2 separate regions of the Ovis aries genome follow, and region 2 is linked to region 1. Evidence: chromatin contacts called from public Hi-C data. All regions are on one chromosome and are shown on one strand. The core of a region is the stretch at or near the end of the contact, and the rest is flanking DNA. Distances in the headings are between cores, read along the strand shown.

Region 1 (7,938 bases), core at 4,007-6,506:
TACATATATATATATAGGGACTTCCCTGGTGGTCCAGTGGTTAAGAACCTACCTGCCAATGCAGGGCCACAACTAGAGAAAGCCTGTGTGCAGCAACGAAGACCCAGCACAACCAAAAATATGGAAATAAAGATTTACAAATACAAATATATATAAGCTAGAGTGAAGCCAGTACAGGCTCTGAGCAGCTCAGCTAGAAAACCCCAGGAACAGATAATAGTAGAGGTCTTTGCCATCTTACCCTAGAAGTATGACTCAGCAGTGAGAAGCCCCTGGTCCTAGGCTCTTTCCCCAAATACAAGGAATCCTAGGTTCCTCTGCAGCAGGCCCACCAATCTGGCCAATCTTGAGAGGGAAAGCGGAAAGGGATAGAGCCTCACACACGATACAGTTTAGTCCTTTTAAAAGTGTTGTATTGTCCCAGAACTTTATATTTTAGAGGCAAGTACAGACATTAGATCTTTAACATATTCTTTTAGGATGTGAGTCATTTTTCCTTTCATGTGGTCAGATGGAGATGTTTTAGGAACTTGGTTTCATCTGTTTTTTGAGAAACAGTGGAGCTAGAATCTTAGAGGCTAAGAAAAATTAGGAACTTGTATCTTACCATTCAAAAAAAATTAAATAGGTAAAAAGAGAACTGACTTTTAGCCATTTAAAGCATTTGGTTCTGTTTCTGTGAGTTCCTAAATACTATGTAACAGGGATGTCCTGCCTTTGGGTGAAAAGAGGGTATTCTTTTTTTAACTCAGAGCTTCTGCTCAGAAGTGTATTCTTCCTGGTGAATGAGGAATGGGGTCTTTGAGTTCACACAGAGCTGCAAGGGGGCCTGGAGTCCAAAGCACCTGAGAGAGACAGGGAGGCCTGGCCAAGACCATTCCAGAGTCTCGTGTCCATGTTCAACCAAGAGAATCTTTCTCTTACCAGAGTCAGCTTTAGGAAGAGTTAAGTAGTATTCTTGAAAACATCCTTTAAAAGCATTTATTTCCTTTGTCTTGGTTCTACTTTTCCAAAAAAAAAATTCTTGAGTAGGTAATATTTACACATGTAATCAGTTTAAAAGATGGCAAACGTGAAAGGTACAAAGTAATGCTCTGTAGTGTAAAGAAGTTCTCTCTTTTCGTTCCCCACAGACCCAGCTTCTTTCAACAGAAGCAACCACTGCCACTTGTTTCTCACGCAACTTCCAGAGATGTTACGAGAATACCCAAGCATCTAGGTGCATATCCACAAAACACAGCCTGTTTCCACCTTGACCTTTTCACTCAATTTATCTCGGAGATTGTTGCTAAATGTATGCCCGTATTTCATTGGACAACTCCACTGCACTCGTATTTTTCTCCATTTTTCTCTGATAATCTATTTAAAATTTCTTTTGGGGCTCACAATTGAAAATTTATATATTTTCCTAGAAAATTATCCATTTCATCTATATTACTCTCATGTTTATTTGCAGAGAGTTGAGAAAAGAAATAATTTATGATCCTTTCAGTTCCATCTGTCTGTGGTTATTTGCTTCTGCTCATATGTAATTCTGTGGACTGAATAGGTTATCTACTGTTATATTTATTTTATTGGGTTATTTTCCCCCTCAGTGAAGTGGCCCTTGGATTTAGGCACTACCTTTTCTGATTCTTTTCAAAATTATAGTTTCTTTTATTTTTGTTAATTTTTCTTTTGTTCTCTTGGATTTATTTTTTAATTCTTTTTCAAATATCTTGTATTAGATGCCTAACTCATTTAATTTCACAAGTTGTAATTAACATATAAGTAGTGCTAAAATTTTCTGAGTATTACTTTAATTATAGCACATGTAGGCAGTTTCATTACCAATAATTATAATATTATACTATTTATTTACTATATAGTCCTATATATTATGTATACATTTCCATTATACATAATTATTTTTCTGATATCCCTAATTCTGGGGTTTGGCTTCCTTTAAAAAAAGTTTTTTGGTTTTTTTTTTTTAACTTCCTTTTGTTTTTTTTTTTTGGCCATACCACTCAGCATGTGGGATCTTAGTTACCTAACCAGGGATCTAACCCGCAGCTCTTGAATTGGAAGGGTGGAGTCCTCTAACCACTGGGCCAAGAGTGAAGTCCCTTGACTTCTCTTTTGATCCAAGAATTATTAAGAGTTCAAACATTTCTAAGTCAATATTGGCTGCATTGTATTTTGTGAAAGTGCTAGAGGTTTTCTTCATGGTCTTAGATACAGCCATTTTGGGGTGAACTTTCATCGTGAACTGCACCCTTTATCATTTCCAAGTGTCTTCCTTTGTGTAACCGAAGGCTTTCTGTCCTGAAATCAGTCTTTTCTGATATTCAGATTGAGACCCTCTGCTCCTTGGGCTTTCACTCGCTTGGTTTGCTTTCGAGTGCTCATATTTTTAACCTTTCAAACCAAGTTAATCACTTGGTTTGTACATGGCATTCTGTTGGGGTTTTTTGTGTGAGACTGTTTAATAGCGGCTTATTAAGATGACATGGACTTCCCGGATGGCACTGGTGGTAGAGAACCTGTCTGACAATGCAGGAGACGTAAGAGACATAAGCGACTTGGATTGGACATAAGATCCCCTGGAGGAGGGCATGGCAACTCACTCCAATATCCTTGCCTGGAGAATTCTGTGGACTGAGGAGCCTGGTAGGGCTACAGTCCATAGAGTCACAAAGAGTTGGACATGACTGAAGCAACTTAGCACGCATGCATTAAGAAGACATACGTATATTCTAAGTGTTCTTTGTCACTGTGTTTATGAACTCTAGTTGCTTTAAAAAAAAAAAAAAACTTTTACAATATGGTCTGTGTTTGTGAGATTAAAAGATGCTTACTCCTTGGAAGAAAAGTTATGAGCAACCTAGATAGCATATTCAAAAGCAGAGACATTACTTTGCCATCTAAGGTCCGTCTAGTCAAGGCTATGGTTTTTCCAGTGGTCATGTATGGATGTGAGAGTTGGACTGTGAAGAAGGCTGAGCGCTGAAGAATTGATGCTTTTGAACTGTGGTGTTGGAGAAGACTCTTGAGAGTCCCTTGGACTGCAAGGAGATCCAACCAGTCCATTCTGAAGGAGATCAACCCTGGGATTTCTTTGGAAGGAATGATGCTAAAGCTGAAACTCCAGTACTTTGGCCACCTCATGCGAAGAGTTGACTCATTGGAAAAGACTGATGCTGGGAGGGACTGGGGGCAGGAGAAGAAGGGGGCGACTGAGGATGAGATGGCTGGATGGCATCACTGACTCGATGGATACGAATCTGAGTGAACTCCGGGAGTTGGTGATGGACAGGGAGGCCTGGCGTGCTGCAATTCATGGGGTCGCAAAGAGTCGGACACGACTGAGCGACTGAACTGAACTGAACTGAATAATTTAGAAACTTTTATTTTTGTTTTAGTGGTTACATCTATATACAAGAAACTTCAATATAATATACTCAAATCTCTGTTTCTTAGAATCTTCTGAACTCCTTCCTCCCCTTTTCTCTGCTTCCTGAGTCGGGTTTCTGACACTTTCTAATGTAAATCTAATAATGGCACTTCTTTTCCCAGTAGATGGTGCTAGAGATACAATGTAAAGAGCTTACTTTACAAATATCCACACTGAGTTCAGTCAAGTCCTCTAAACCCTGAGCAGTTCTAAGGGCTGAACTTATCGGATCTCTAATGTCAAATCCTGGGTGGTAGTGACCCCAACGGGGTGTAACTACTGTCCTCTGAAGTCTGGGTGACCAACCACCTCCTGTACCAATTTTAAAAAAGACAACCGTTAGAATGGGGAAAAGCAGCTGTTTTCATGGGTTCAACAAGATTTCAATCTTACCAACACATATTCCAAGTGATCATTTATGTTTTGCTTTCTTTCCTAACTTTAAATGGTGCTCACAATATTTAGTGCTTTCTTAAAGCCATATTTGACTCAAAATCTAACCCTTTTAAGATAGTCCTAATGTGATTGCCTGAGTCAGTCAAGATTATTTACTGTTCTTGAGTTTAAAGAAAAAAGAAAGTCATGGAATTTTCATGAAGGAAGCACCCCAGGTCACCTTTCATGTCTATTAACCTGATATTGTGCTGTCTACAAATCAGCGTTCACTTTAGCTTTTCTCTCTGTAAAACAAAGCTGCTGTTATTTGTTGCCCTCCACGTTACATGGAAATATTTGATAAATGATATCCCTGAACATTTTCAGGAAGATGGCATAAATAAATGGGCCAAATTTCAGGAAATACATACATATATATAACACAAGCAGAGCATAGAGGGGGTAAGAAATCAAGAACAGCAGAGAAGTCCTGACTCAAAAATTAGACAATGGGGATAATCCTAAAGTGAGATTTTTGCTAAATGGGAAGAAAAAGAGAAGGTTCCAATAGAATCTTTCGCAGCGTTATGCCCTGACACACTCCCTCATGTGCTTAGTGGTAAGGCATATGAAAACTTTAGTATTTGTCTCCCAGATTCGCTATGTCTTTGGACTCTGTCTTATAACTGGAATGAGCTTTCTGGCCCCCCACACCATTCTGGCAAAGTCCTCTAGGGTATTTAAGCATGCTTGCTCTCCAATGCTGTTTCCTCTGTGAGGGCGTATATCATCCACAGCTAGAAATGACCCGCTTTTTCACTTTGTTCATCCTCCTTTGAACATACTTTCCCCCAAACATTCATCACATTACGGCATAACTCTAGGATTATACCAAGCTATATATCTATAGGGAATGTGAGCCCCTAAAGAGCAGGGACTGTATGTGTCCTACTGATTTTTGTGTCTTCTGAGCATTAAGCAGAGCCTTTACTTGATTGAAAACCTGATGAATGGATCAAGTAAACAGACAAAAACACAGGGGCAACTGTGAATGTTGTAGCATCCTGTGACAAAGTCAGAATGAAAGGTTTAGAAAGAGCCTTAGGAATTACCTCATCTAGTCCCCTCGCTTTGCAGATGAGGTTGGGACCCAGACAGCTAAAGGGACTTGCCCGAGGTGACGCGTCTCCATTGTGTCAGAGTCTCCAGGCCCCCTACACAGGCACTTTTCACCTCCCCTTGGATGGACTTGGCTGCAGCACCCCCCACCCTTAACCCTAAATACTCTTGCTTTTTCTAAGAATTTGGAAAATGAATGTGCAGTTCTTTCAATTTGTGTTTATCCGCATATGTGAGTTCCTGCTCTGGTGCTAAGAGTAGAAGGAGATGTCAAAATAGCTCTCTCAGCAACGCTGAGTGTACAGAAAATGAAGCGGAAATGAAAAGGGTGCCTTCAGAGAGGATGTCACATCACCAGACTTCGGTTTTGAAGCCACCAGAAGGCTATGGTGTCAGCAGAGAGAAGCTGTTTTCTTTTTCTTTGGGCCACACTCCAAAGGCATATGGGATCTTAGTGCCCCAACCAGGGATTGAACCTGCATCCCCTGCATTTGAAGCATGAAATCTTAACCACTGGACCACCAGGAAAGTCCCCAAGAAGCTGTTTTCTGATGAGGATTTCTTACTATCCTGAATAAGGTTGGATGTGTGCTAAGGTCTGAGCAGCAATGCCTGGCAGCTGCTGGGCCCTGACCCAAAGATATGGCATTATAGCTCTGGGACAGGGGAGTGGCCTGAGGCAGTACTTCTGTTTCCCCATTTCAGGGAAAGTCTGATTGCAAGCCCAACTAAGGACCCACTTGAGGTTGCTGTCATGAATTCTGAGTGAGACAATAGCTTTATGGTGGCAGCTACAGAGAGTATGGAGGGGTAGGACTAGTCAGGGCTGGGCTTTGTTAGGAGGACACAAGTGCACAAAGAGAGGGGATGGGCATTGAGAGCATAGGAAAAAGGCTGACCCTAATAATGGACTTTTGATCTCAGTAGGGAAGGAGGTGAGGAACAGTGAAAGGGTGGTAGGATCAAGTGACTACAGGCTCTTGTAGCACTGAAGAATTATTGAAGCTGAAACAGACATCTCACATTATGATAATAGAAGGCAGCGATAAGAGGTAGTGACAAAGTCGGGGATATGACTCACAGACCATAGGAGTGAGTAGCTGCAAAGCTTGGAGGACAAGATCATTGCAAGAGGATGTCAAGAAGCTGAAAGGTCATGGTATCATCAATACGGATAATAAAATAATTAAGAATTATGACAAGAGTGTTGTTGGAGTGACAGTGAGCCAGGAATAAGGTCGAGTCTATAGAGCAGCTCAACAAAGAGAGCTCATGGGGGTGTCACTGTAGCAGCTACAGCTGCCTCATTCTTGCAAGAGAATGTGGACCTGAGCAGTGGAAACAGGACTCTCTAACATTCCAGATCTCTGTCACAAGGCCTGAAATCTTCCTCTATCTGCATTCCTGATAGAGCTATAATTGCCTGCTCTCTGGAAGTAAAGGAAAAAGTCACCCTTTATGAAACTCATCTGTCTTGATTCATACCTCTTCTCTCAAATGAGGGATTCTTATAGGAACTTGGCCTTTTCCCCATGACTGCTTGTGGCATACTGCATTTTTCAAAGATGGCCACTCCAGGACAGAGCCATCCCACAGGCTCTACTTACAATGTGATGCTGACACTCCTTCATCGAGAGGTGGAGTCTTGTTTCCTCCCTTAAGCCTGGATGGACCTTTGTAACTGCCTTAACCAATAGAACGTGGCACAAGTGATGCTGTGTGATTTCTGAGGCCAGGTTACAAATACAGAGTGGCTTTGGCTTGGTCCTCTCTGCCTCAGAACATCTGCTCTTGAGCCTGGCTGCCAAGTTTTAAGGAAACTCAAGTTGCATCAAAAAGCCATGTCAAAAGGGGTATTTTGGCTGACAACCTCCAACCAACAGTCAGCATCAACTGCCAGACAGGCCAGTGAATGAGCTTTCTGATGATCCCCATCCTGACTCTCATTTTCCAACAGAGGTCCTAGACATCAATATGCAGAGACAAGATATGCCCTGTCTAAATTCCTGACCACAGTAGAGATAATAAAGTGTTATATAGCAATAGATAACTAGTATACTGCCTCGGGATGTTTTCACCTCTTGGCACTTGACAAGTCCTGACAGGAGGTGAATTTATCCCTCCCTGCTATTTTTACATAGTCAGAAGTCCCTTTAGATGATTCTGCCTTAAGAACACTAACCCTTGCAGTTACTTTTGGATAGGGAAGAAACAAATATAAATTTGTTAGCTCACTCTTTTCTGAGTATCTTTTATGTACCAGGCATTAATCTGACCTCAGGGGGTCTTCCCTGGTGGTCCAGTGGTTAAGAATCTACCTTGTAACGTGTGGGTTCGATCCCTGGTCAGGGAGCTAAGATCCCAGATGCTGTGGAGCAACTAAGCCTGGACGCTGAAACCACTGAGCCCACGTGCCCCAGCTAGAGAGTCTGAGAACCACAAGAGAAGATCTTGCATGACCCACTGAAGATCTCGAGTGCTTCAACTAAGACCCAACGCAGCCAAATTAATGGATTAATTAAACTGAAACAAAACCACAACTGACCTCATGGGACTTAGACTCTGATGAAAGAGACAGACGAAAAAATGAAAACTTACAGGAGAGTCTGACAGAGGCAGTGAGTATGGTGTTCAGAGGACCCTGATGGAGCAGGGAGCGGCAGCACCTAGTGCAGCCAGTGAGGTCGGGAAAGGTTTTCCAAAGGTGTGTCACAGGGCTAACCTTGAAAGGCAAGTCAGAACTAGCTAACTTGACAAAGGTGCAGGACTACCATCACCTGTGAATGACAAGAGTGGTCACGTGAGTGTCACTCCGGCAACTACAGCTCCTCATTCTTGCGAAGATGATGTATATCTGATTGCTGAAAACAAGATTCTTTTACCATTGCAGATCTCTGTCACAAGGCATTAAATCTGTCACAGGAATGGACTCTTGTCCATATTTGGGGTGAAGGCGAGACAGTTATGTTACACATATCCTATGGGCTCCTAGCTCTGACAATTTTTTG
Region 2 (7,938 bases), core at 3,035-5,534, 180 kb after region 1:
CGATACAGCAAGCCTCCGTGGGATAGGGTGGAAGGAAGAAATGCCGTACAGAGGGGCGCTTTGTGAAAGGCAGCCGCACCTTGGGCTGATGGAGACAGCAAGAGAAACAGGTCCCCTCAGAGTGCAGTCGTCAGCAGAGGGATGCCCACTTCTAAGCCTGAAGGCCATGGACCATAACCCCCTCCACTTGTGTGTTGTTGTCAGGGCTTTGCCATCAATCACACAGAGAAAGGCTCCTTCCAACGGGAAGGACAATGCTGAGCTCTGAAGGTCAGTCCTGGCTTCTTCCACATCTTAGTAGGTGAGTGACCAAGGTGGACCGTTTCACTTGAGCCCAAGGGCAACTGACCCCAAGGAGGAGAAAACAGATGGTAGGTGTCTAGAGCTACATTTTGCAACCACTCTTTCCTCACCAGCTCTATCTCTAGTGGTTGCTGAATTTTACAGTTAATAGTACCCAGCAGACCTTCAAGCTAGTGAATCTCTCGCCTAGCAAGGAGGTTTTGGATCTGGAGGGTCTTCCCTGGTGGTTCATATGGTAAAGAAACTGCCTGCATGCAGGAGACTGGTTTGATTTCTGGGTCAGGAAGATCCCCTGGAGAAGGGAATGGCTATCCACTCCAGTATTCTTGCCTGGAGAATTCCATGGACAGTGGAGCACGGCAGGCCACAGTCTATGGGGTCACAAAGAGTGGGACATAACTGAGCGACTCACACTTAACTCTTGTATCTGGAGCATTTATATTTCAAAGCAAACAAAATTCATGGTGAGTTGTGAATGACACACACAAAAAATTTCAACGTGTACCATACTGCAGGTGGTGTACAAGAGAGCAAAGTTAAGTCAACAGCAAGTTGCCTCCATGATTAGAATAATCGAATCAACCAACATTTATTGGGGACCTACTTTCTATGAGGCTGGGCACTGAGGAATTAAAAGATAAATAGCTGATCTTCGTTATTTAGTGGGGAAGCTGAAAGTATATCAACAAATCTAATGCAAAGTCATAGGAAATGTACCCAGATCACCATGGTGATGAGAAGAAGGAAATGATTACATCTATCAGAATGATCAAGCTTGTAAAGTTTGGATTTTAAAAGAAGAAAAGGATCTTGAGGAGTTCTTAATCTAGGCTTCAGTACATTGGCTAACAGCCAGGGACATAAAGGTCACCTCCATGTCCCTCTCCTGGAAGTGTGTGAGGGTCCTGGTCCCTAAAAGACATCTTTTCTGGCCCTTCGTGTCTCTGCTTTTCCTCTTGGTAGCCTGATAGAAGGATGGACTCAAAAAAGAGCCAACCACTGCTCAGCTCTCTTGATCCCAAAGGAATCTCATCCCCAAGGTACCGAGGCCATAGGAATTGGAGATGTATCATCATCACACACTCAGCATCCTAATCCAGACACCAGAGAATGATGATCAGAAAAGATGTTGCAAGTGTCGAAAGTGTAGTTGTGATAACTCATGCAGCTTGCTGAAAGACTGGAGGGACTGGGAATTATGTCCCTCGGTCTAAGCAGCCTCTCTGCTAGATTTAATGTGGTCACGATTTTTTTCTGTTTTGAGAATGAGAGGAAGACAGATGCCTACTTTATAAATATAAGAAAAACAACACTAAGATTTGTAGAGCACTGTTGATTCAGGGAGGGAATCCACTTAGCTTATTCAAGCCACAAATTAAAGTGTGTGTGTGTGTGTGTGTGTGTGTGTGGACTCCCTTGCATTTTTTGTACAGTGTCCTCCTCTGCAAAATGGGCATAACACCAACTTCACAGGGCTGTGAGAACTAAATATAGTCTTTTTGAAAGTGTCTTGTAATATGAATATCAGAAGGTCTCAGACACCTTGATGCTGGCTACTGGCATTATTACACAGAAAATAAGCTAACCCTTTCCAAAGAAGCTCAAAAACATCCCCAAGTGCTGCCTGATCCCGCCTCCCATCGTGTCAGCGTCGTCGGTCAGGCAGTATGTAGTGACATGGCCAGCAGTCGTGCGAATTTCAAACAGTTGAATGAGAACCCTATTATTTGTTTAGTTCCCATCTTCTTGTCTCAAAGGGGTCTTAATGTAAGGAATATTAGGCAGTTCTTGATCTGTAATGTAAGGAATATTGGGCAGGATGTGTGTGTATGTTTATGTCTTAAGTCAATAATTTAAAATGTTGACACAGTTCCAAGATGCCTTGAGGGGAAAGTTTGGCCACAATTTCAGTGTGAAAGTGACACTGACATTGTAAAAAGAACATGCTAGGAGACAGTGCTTCCAGTGGTGCGACCCTGTTCCACCCAGAAATACTGGGTGTATATCCTAAAATCTTCAAGTGTCTGGAAGAGTGGTTTCCTTCTTAAAATGGATCCTATCCTGCTCTGTGTGCAGGAAACTCACTAGGAGACATCTCTTTCCCCAGTGGTGAGAATTCAGCCTGGGGTGGGTCACCATGGATCCCAGAGCTGCCTTTGGATTCGAAAATGTCTCTTGAGAAATGGAAGTACTTTTCCAGCAAAGAAACTGCTACTGATTCAACATTCAGTTCCAGCTTCTATGTCAGATGCTGATGTGGAAAAGATTCTTGTGTTGTGGGAAATCTCGGGACTGATGACTATAACAGATTGCACAGAGACAATATTAAGTAACGCTGAACTTTAAAAAATACTGTGTAATAGTCAAGTATTCACAGATGAAATGATATGAGATGAGATTTGGGATTTGCAACTGACTGGGGGTAGAGGATGTGGGGTACAGATGAAACAGAACTAGCCATGTGTTGATAATTACTGAAAGCAGGTGATAGGTCCTCGGGGGTTCATTATACTATTTTCTCTACTGTTGTAAACGTTTGAAGATTTTCATATAAAAAGTTAACAAAAAACCCCAAAGGTATGACTTGTTTGAATGAAAGAGCTTTTTTTAAAACAAATAATTCATAGAAGTTGCATACTAAAATATAAAATATAACTAACATTGATGAAAGTGAAAGAGGAGAGTGAAAAAGTTGGCTTAAAGCTCAACATTCAGAAAACTAAGATCATGGCATCTGGTCCCATCACTTCATGGGAAATAGATGGGGAAACAGTGGAAACAGTGTCAGACTTTATTTTGGGGGGGCTCCAAAATCAGTGCAGATGGTGATTGCAGCCATGAAATTAAAAGACGCGTACTCCTTGGAAGGCAAAGTTATGACCAACCTAGATAGCATATTGAAAAGCAGAGACATTACTTCGTCAACAAAGGTCCGTCTAGTCAAGGCTATGGTTTTTCCAGTGGTCATGTATGGATGCGAGAGTTGGACTGTGAAGAAAGCTGAGCGCTGAAGAATTGATGCTTCTGAACTGTGGTGTTGAAGACTCTTGAGAGTCCCTTGGACTGCAAGGAGATCCAACCAGTTCATTCTAAAGGAGATCAGTCCTGGGTGTTCTTTGGAAGGAATGATGCTAAAGCTGAAACTCCAGTACTTTTGCCACCTCATTCGAAGAGTTGACTCATTGGAAAAGACTCTGATGCTGGAAGGTATTGGGGGCAGGAGGAGAAAGGGACGACAAAGGATGAGATGGCTGGATGGCATCACTGATGCGATGGACATGAGTTGGAGTGAACTCTGGGAGTTGGTGATGGACAGGGAGGCCTGGCGTGCTGCAGTTCATGGGGTTGCAAAGAGTCGGACACGACTGAGCGACTGAACATTATTGGTGCTTATTCTGTGCTTGGCATATAACTTTATATTATGTACATATATTAATATAATGTGTTTTATGTAATGTATAGATATTCATATGTATTTAATATCATATAATTTAACACACGTCTAGGCAGTGTATCAATTCATTTAATTCTTGTCAACAATCCTATGAGGTAAGCTCAATGTAAACTAGTAGGTGATATGCAGGTTAAATACCATACGCAAGGTTGTTAACCAGATTTGAACGCTAACTCCATCACCCACGCCCCCTTTTTCTCTGTTTATGTTTAAATTTATTTATTTTAATTGGAGAATGATTACAATATTGTAATGGCTTTTGCCATACATCGATACGAATTGGCCACAGGCACACACGTGTCCCCTCTTTCTTAAACAGCACCTCTGCTGTTGCCTGTGTTCAGGCTGTGCTGTGCGTTGGCGCCAACTTCCTTTATCAGTTTCTTTCTTTTTTTTTTTTTTTTAATTGATTTGGGAGGAGTGGGTGGTTGGAAAATTTTTTTACAAGACTGTTCAGCAACTTTGCTGAAGCATTCTGTCCTCCTTGGCCCCAGGCGCGGGGTTGGGACCGAGATCCGGGTGCATTCAGGGGTTGGGGGAAGGTTGGCTCAGAAGGCCGGTTACCCCGGATCCCCGCCCGGTCCCGGGACGCGCACCTGGAGCGGCGCGCTGGCTGCCTAGTGGCGCCATCTGGTGGCCAGAAGCCCCACAGCGGCGCCTCCACGGGGCGGGCTTGAAGCGGAGGAGGTCCAAGACCTCTAAACCCACGCGCGTGGGCCGGTCTTTAACTCTCGTCTGAACCGCGCGGGCCTCGGGAGGGCAATCTCGTCTCCGGCCACGGACACTGAGGGAGCACTCTGCTCCTTCCAGGCCGCCTTCCCAGCTCGAGGCAGGCTTCCCTTAAGAATGTGCTCCACCTTCGAAAAGAGAATTCATTTAAGAGGGGGTGGTTTTGCCTAAGGACTCTTGAAATGAGCCCTTAAACATTTCCTAGTACTTAAAATTCATGTATTTATCCATGTAGACACATGCAAATTTCTTTATCACCTCACCTCTTTCCAGAAAGGGATATTTAAGCTGGAATTATGACATATAATTGTCTCCCCTCACCACAGTCATCTTAGTCTTGTGAAGAGCAAGTATGATGACCCCTCAGAGCCCTGACCTATGATGGAGTCAGCATCTGGCGGCGGTCTTGAGGACCTCCTGCACGGATTCTGAGACCCCTTGACTGGCAGATCGGCCCTTCCCCCTGGCGCCGGAGGAAAATGACACAACTGGAGAGGCAGAACAGTGCTTTGGGGCCCTGGCAGAGGGCACAGTGCTCCAGACGGTGCAGCCCCCATCAGGGCAGGGGTCTGGGTACCAATTCTCCCTCTCCCATTAGCCTGCCTGTACAGGGTGAATTCTCAGGACTTCACTGGCTTCCTGAACCCGAAGGCAACCCTCTGGGGCACATGCTCCCGTTCCTATGGTCGACACTGCCGTGGGGCTAGGCACATCCTGAAGGAAGCTCCTTCCTGTGCCCTCTTCAGCTCACAGGTCACAGGCCATGTGCTGTTCCCCACCTCCTACTATGTGAAGCAGGTCCTGGCTGCCACAGAGGTGGGGGGTACCCCCCAAAGGTGGCCCCTCACCGAGACCTGCTAGAGATACTTCAGTGACTGCAGAAGTCTATGGCGCCTTTCCTGGCCCAAGACTGTACTGGCCATCTACTTTACCTCGTGAACACTGTGTTACTGTGCTTAAGGGCACCGCTCTCCATGAAAAGGCAGGTTCCTAACTGAAGGGTGAGGTCATTTATTATGTCACTCCATTAAAGCCGAGGAATAGTTCTCAAATCTGATCCTGCTGTCTGAGCAGAGAATATTCTGGTGGGCTGCAGAGCCAGTGATCTCACTTTGCCTATAGAGGGAGGATGTCAAGATTGCCAATGAGGGGCCTCTTGTGGGGCAGGGCTGGAGGATGGTGTAGAAATGAGAGACCCAAGGGAGATTCGTGAAGACTTGTTTCAGACCCTTTGGGCAAGAATATAGGTCTCTCAGATACTGAGTGAATTGGGTTAGAACCTGTGAACTCTGCGGACAAATTAGCTATGTTGGAGGCAACTTCCATACTGGCAGTGCCACTTGTTCTTAGCAGAGTGGAGAGAAAACCACCAGACGAGGGAAGGCGTGGCTCTGCTCTTAGCCTAGAGCTGGGACAGAAGGCTGTAGCCCCAGGTACCAGTGCAGGGTTGACCTGGTACCTGAAGCGAGAGCACCCAGAGCTTAGTGATGGAGTCAGGGGTCCTTAGATAACCAGCCTTTCCTCTTTGCCTTCTTCTGATGCTAAACCTTGCAAGACCTAAGCTTAGTTTTTATTTAGGAAAACATTTTTCCCTGTAACCGGTGGCTTTGATATGAGCCAATAGAGAAGCTGGTTGAAAAGGTAAATACCAGGTTTGTTTGCATTAATAGCAGCACAGCATCTGGGCCAAGGGATGTAATGACCTCACTGTAGCGTGCTTATTCTTTCTTGGTTGCCAGCTGTTACTCTGCTGGAAGGAGATGGAGAGCCCTTGGGACTGGGTGAGCTTCAAGCACTCTTTTTCCCTCAAACTAAGTGAAAAACCTCTTTGGGCCCCTTACCTGAACTTTTTTACTTGGTTGATGAGTAGGCCTGGCAGAGGGACCGCAGCATTGCTCTTGGTCTAGAGTAGAGCTCTAGGTCATCTCTCCCTATCTCCTCTACCTGGGTTCACCTTGGTCCTGCTGGCCAGGGCAGGTTCCATCCCCACACAGGGGGCAAGTCCTGGTCCTTTTGACTAGAGGCATGTGCTTCTGTGGGATGGAGATCCTAAAGAGGAGAGTGGAAGAGGTCAGCAGAATGCCCAACTCGGTACCCTCAACCAGGTTCCAGATGCTTTCTTTCCAGACTAAGGGGGCCTTGACTGTCCCCTTGTGGCTAACATGTGGCACAACTCTGGTCAAAGCATCTATCTAAAAAGATGCGTGGTCCATTAGTATACAGCTAGCTAAAAGGTCATCCTAGATGACAGGCCTGGGAACCAAGAAACAGTTGCTGTAACTAAGGATGTTTAGGTTTAGGATAAAGAAGATATGCAAAGACCAGTCTCTCTTTTAAATATTTAGAATGTTCTTGGAAGAGATTTTTTTTTTTTTTCCTGTGTAGGCTTTGAGGGCAAAATTGGGACCAAGAATTAAATTACCAGGAAATGGAATTTTTGTTTGTTTGTTTCAATGGTAAAACTAGCCCCCACGGAGATATTCCAGGAGATGCTTCTGACCACGTGGTGTCGCTCTGGGAAGGAACATCCTTCTGGAAAGTCATCCAATCCTCCCATCCCTTGTCTCAGGTTTTTGGAACAGTCCTGTTTTCAATATTCTCCCTGTGATGTGACTATAAGCCATCACATGTCCCGGAAACTCCATAATCCTTTGAAAGCCTCTTGATTTTGGAAACAGAATAAAGATGTTTGGTCAAATATATTCTGACTTATGGTTCTTAAAATATGGGCAAGATTTTAGGGTTTTATCCAACTCTGAAGGTCTGTAACCCCACATTTACCAGACAAGATTAAGTAATCACTCGATTATCTAATGACACAGCGGCAGAAGAGGGGCTAGAACCAAGGATCTGACTTCTCTCTGGATGTTAATTGAGACTTTTACAAACATGGCTCAAGAGAAGTCAGCTCTCCTAAATGAGATGCAAGAACCATCTCTTGGTTTGGAGCAAGCTCTGCCTGCTCCATCCTGCAGGTCTTTACTCATCCCCCTTCTTCCCTCTTAACACATCTCCATAATGATGGCTTTCACCTGTTAGCTCGCATGTGCCTGGCACAGTATGAGACGAGACAGAGTTCACTTCTGGACTGAACTGTGTTTCTGCAGGTGAGCTCTCCCCTGTAATATATCCATCTACCCTTGGCAAGGACAAGCCCTGGTATAACCCAGTGTCCCTACATTAGCAGTATATTTGGAGAGTCTGCTATTGGCTTAGAGGCTGTAAGTCCTTGAGGGTAAGGAACATGGAATCATTACTCTGAATCTTCAGGCAGCTAATAAAGTATTACACCCTGTGGGCATTTGATAGCTATTTGCTATTTGCTTCTCTTCTCCCACATGAAATCTTAAGATTCCACCACTTGGGAACTCAGTTCTACCGGGCCACTCCTCTTCCAAGCTCAGCTTTGGGAAATAAGGAGTGTGTCTTCCCACATACGGCTCTTTTCAACT

Evidence for each region. Hi-C and Micro-C count contacts between places; a contact is called where the count stands out from the background.
Region 2: a Hi-C map of liver shows a contact between it and region 1, with 4 times the contacts expected there. The contact joins two enhancer-like sites. A contact is called at or near these places in 8 of 16 Hi-C or Micro-C datasets (blood, hypothalamus, liver and 2 more).

Annotation. Positions count from the first base shown.
Region 1 is chr3:85,446,650-85,454,587 of ARS-UI_Ramb_v3.0, forward strand. All of the region lies in intron 4 of GALM (galactose mutarotase), which reads right to left. Among named protein-coding and RNA genes, the nearest start is that of SRSF7, 25 kb to the left of the region's middle. Within about 2 kb of position 5,257, at least 8 of the 54 cell types and tissues checked have an H3K27ac peak or open chromatin away from gene starts, as enhancers often do. A contact at or near this core is called in liver, where this site is marked.
Region 2 is chr3:85,624,162-85,632,099 of ARS-UI_Ramb_v3.0, forward strand. It overlaps the pseudogene LOC132659593. Among named protein-coding and RNA genes, the nearest start is that of HNRNPLL, 68 kb to the left of the region's middle. Within about 2 kb of position 4,285, at least 2 of the 54 cell types and tissues checked have an H3K27ac peak or open chromatin away from gene starts, as enhancers often do. A contact at or near this core is called in liver, where this site is marked.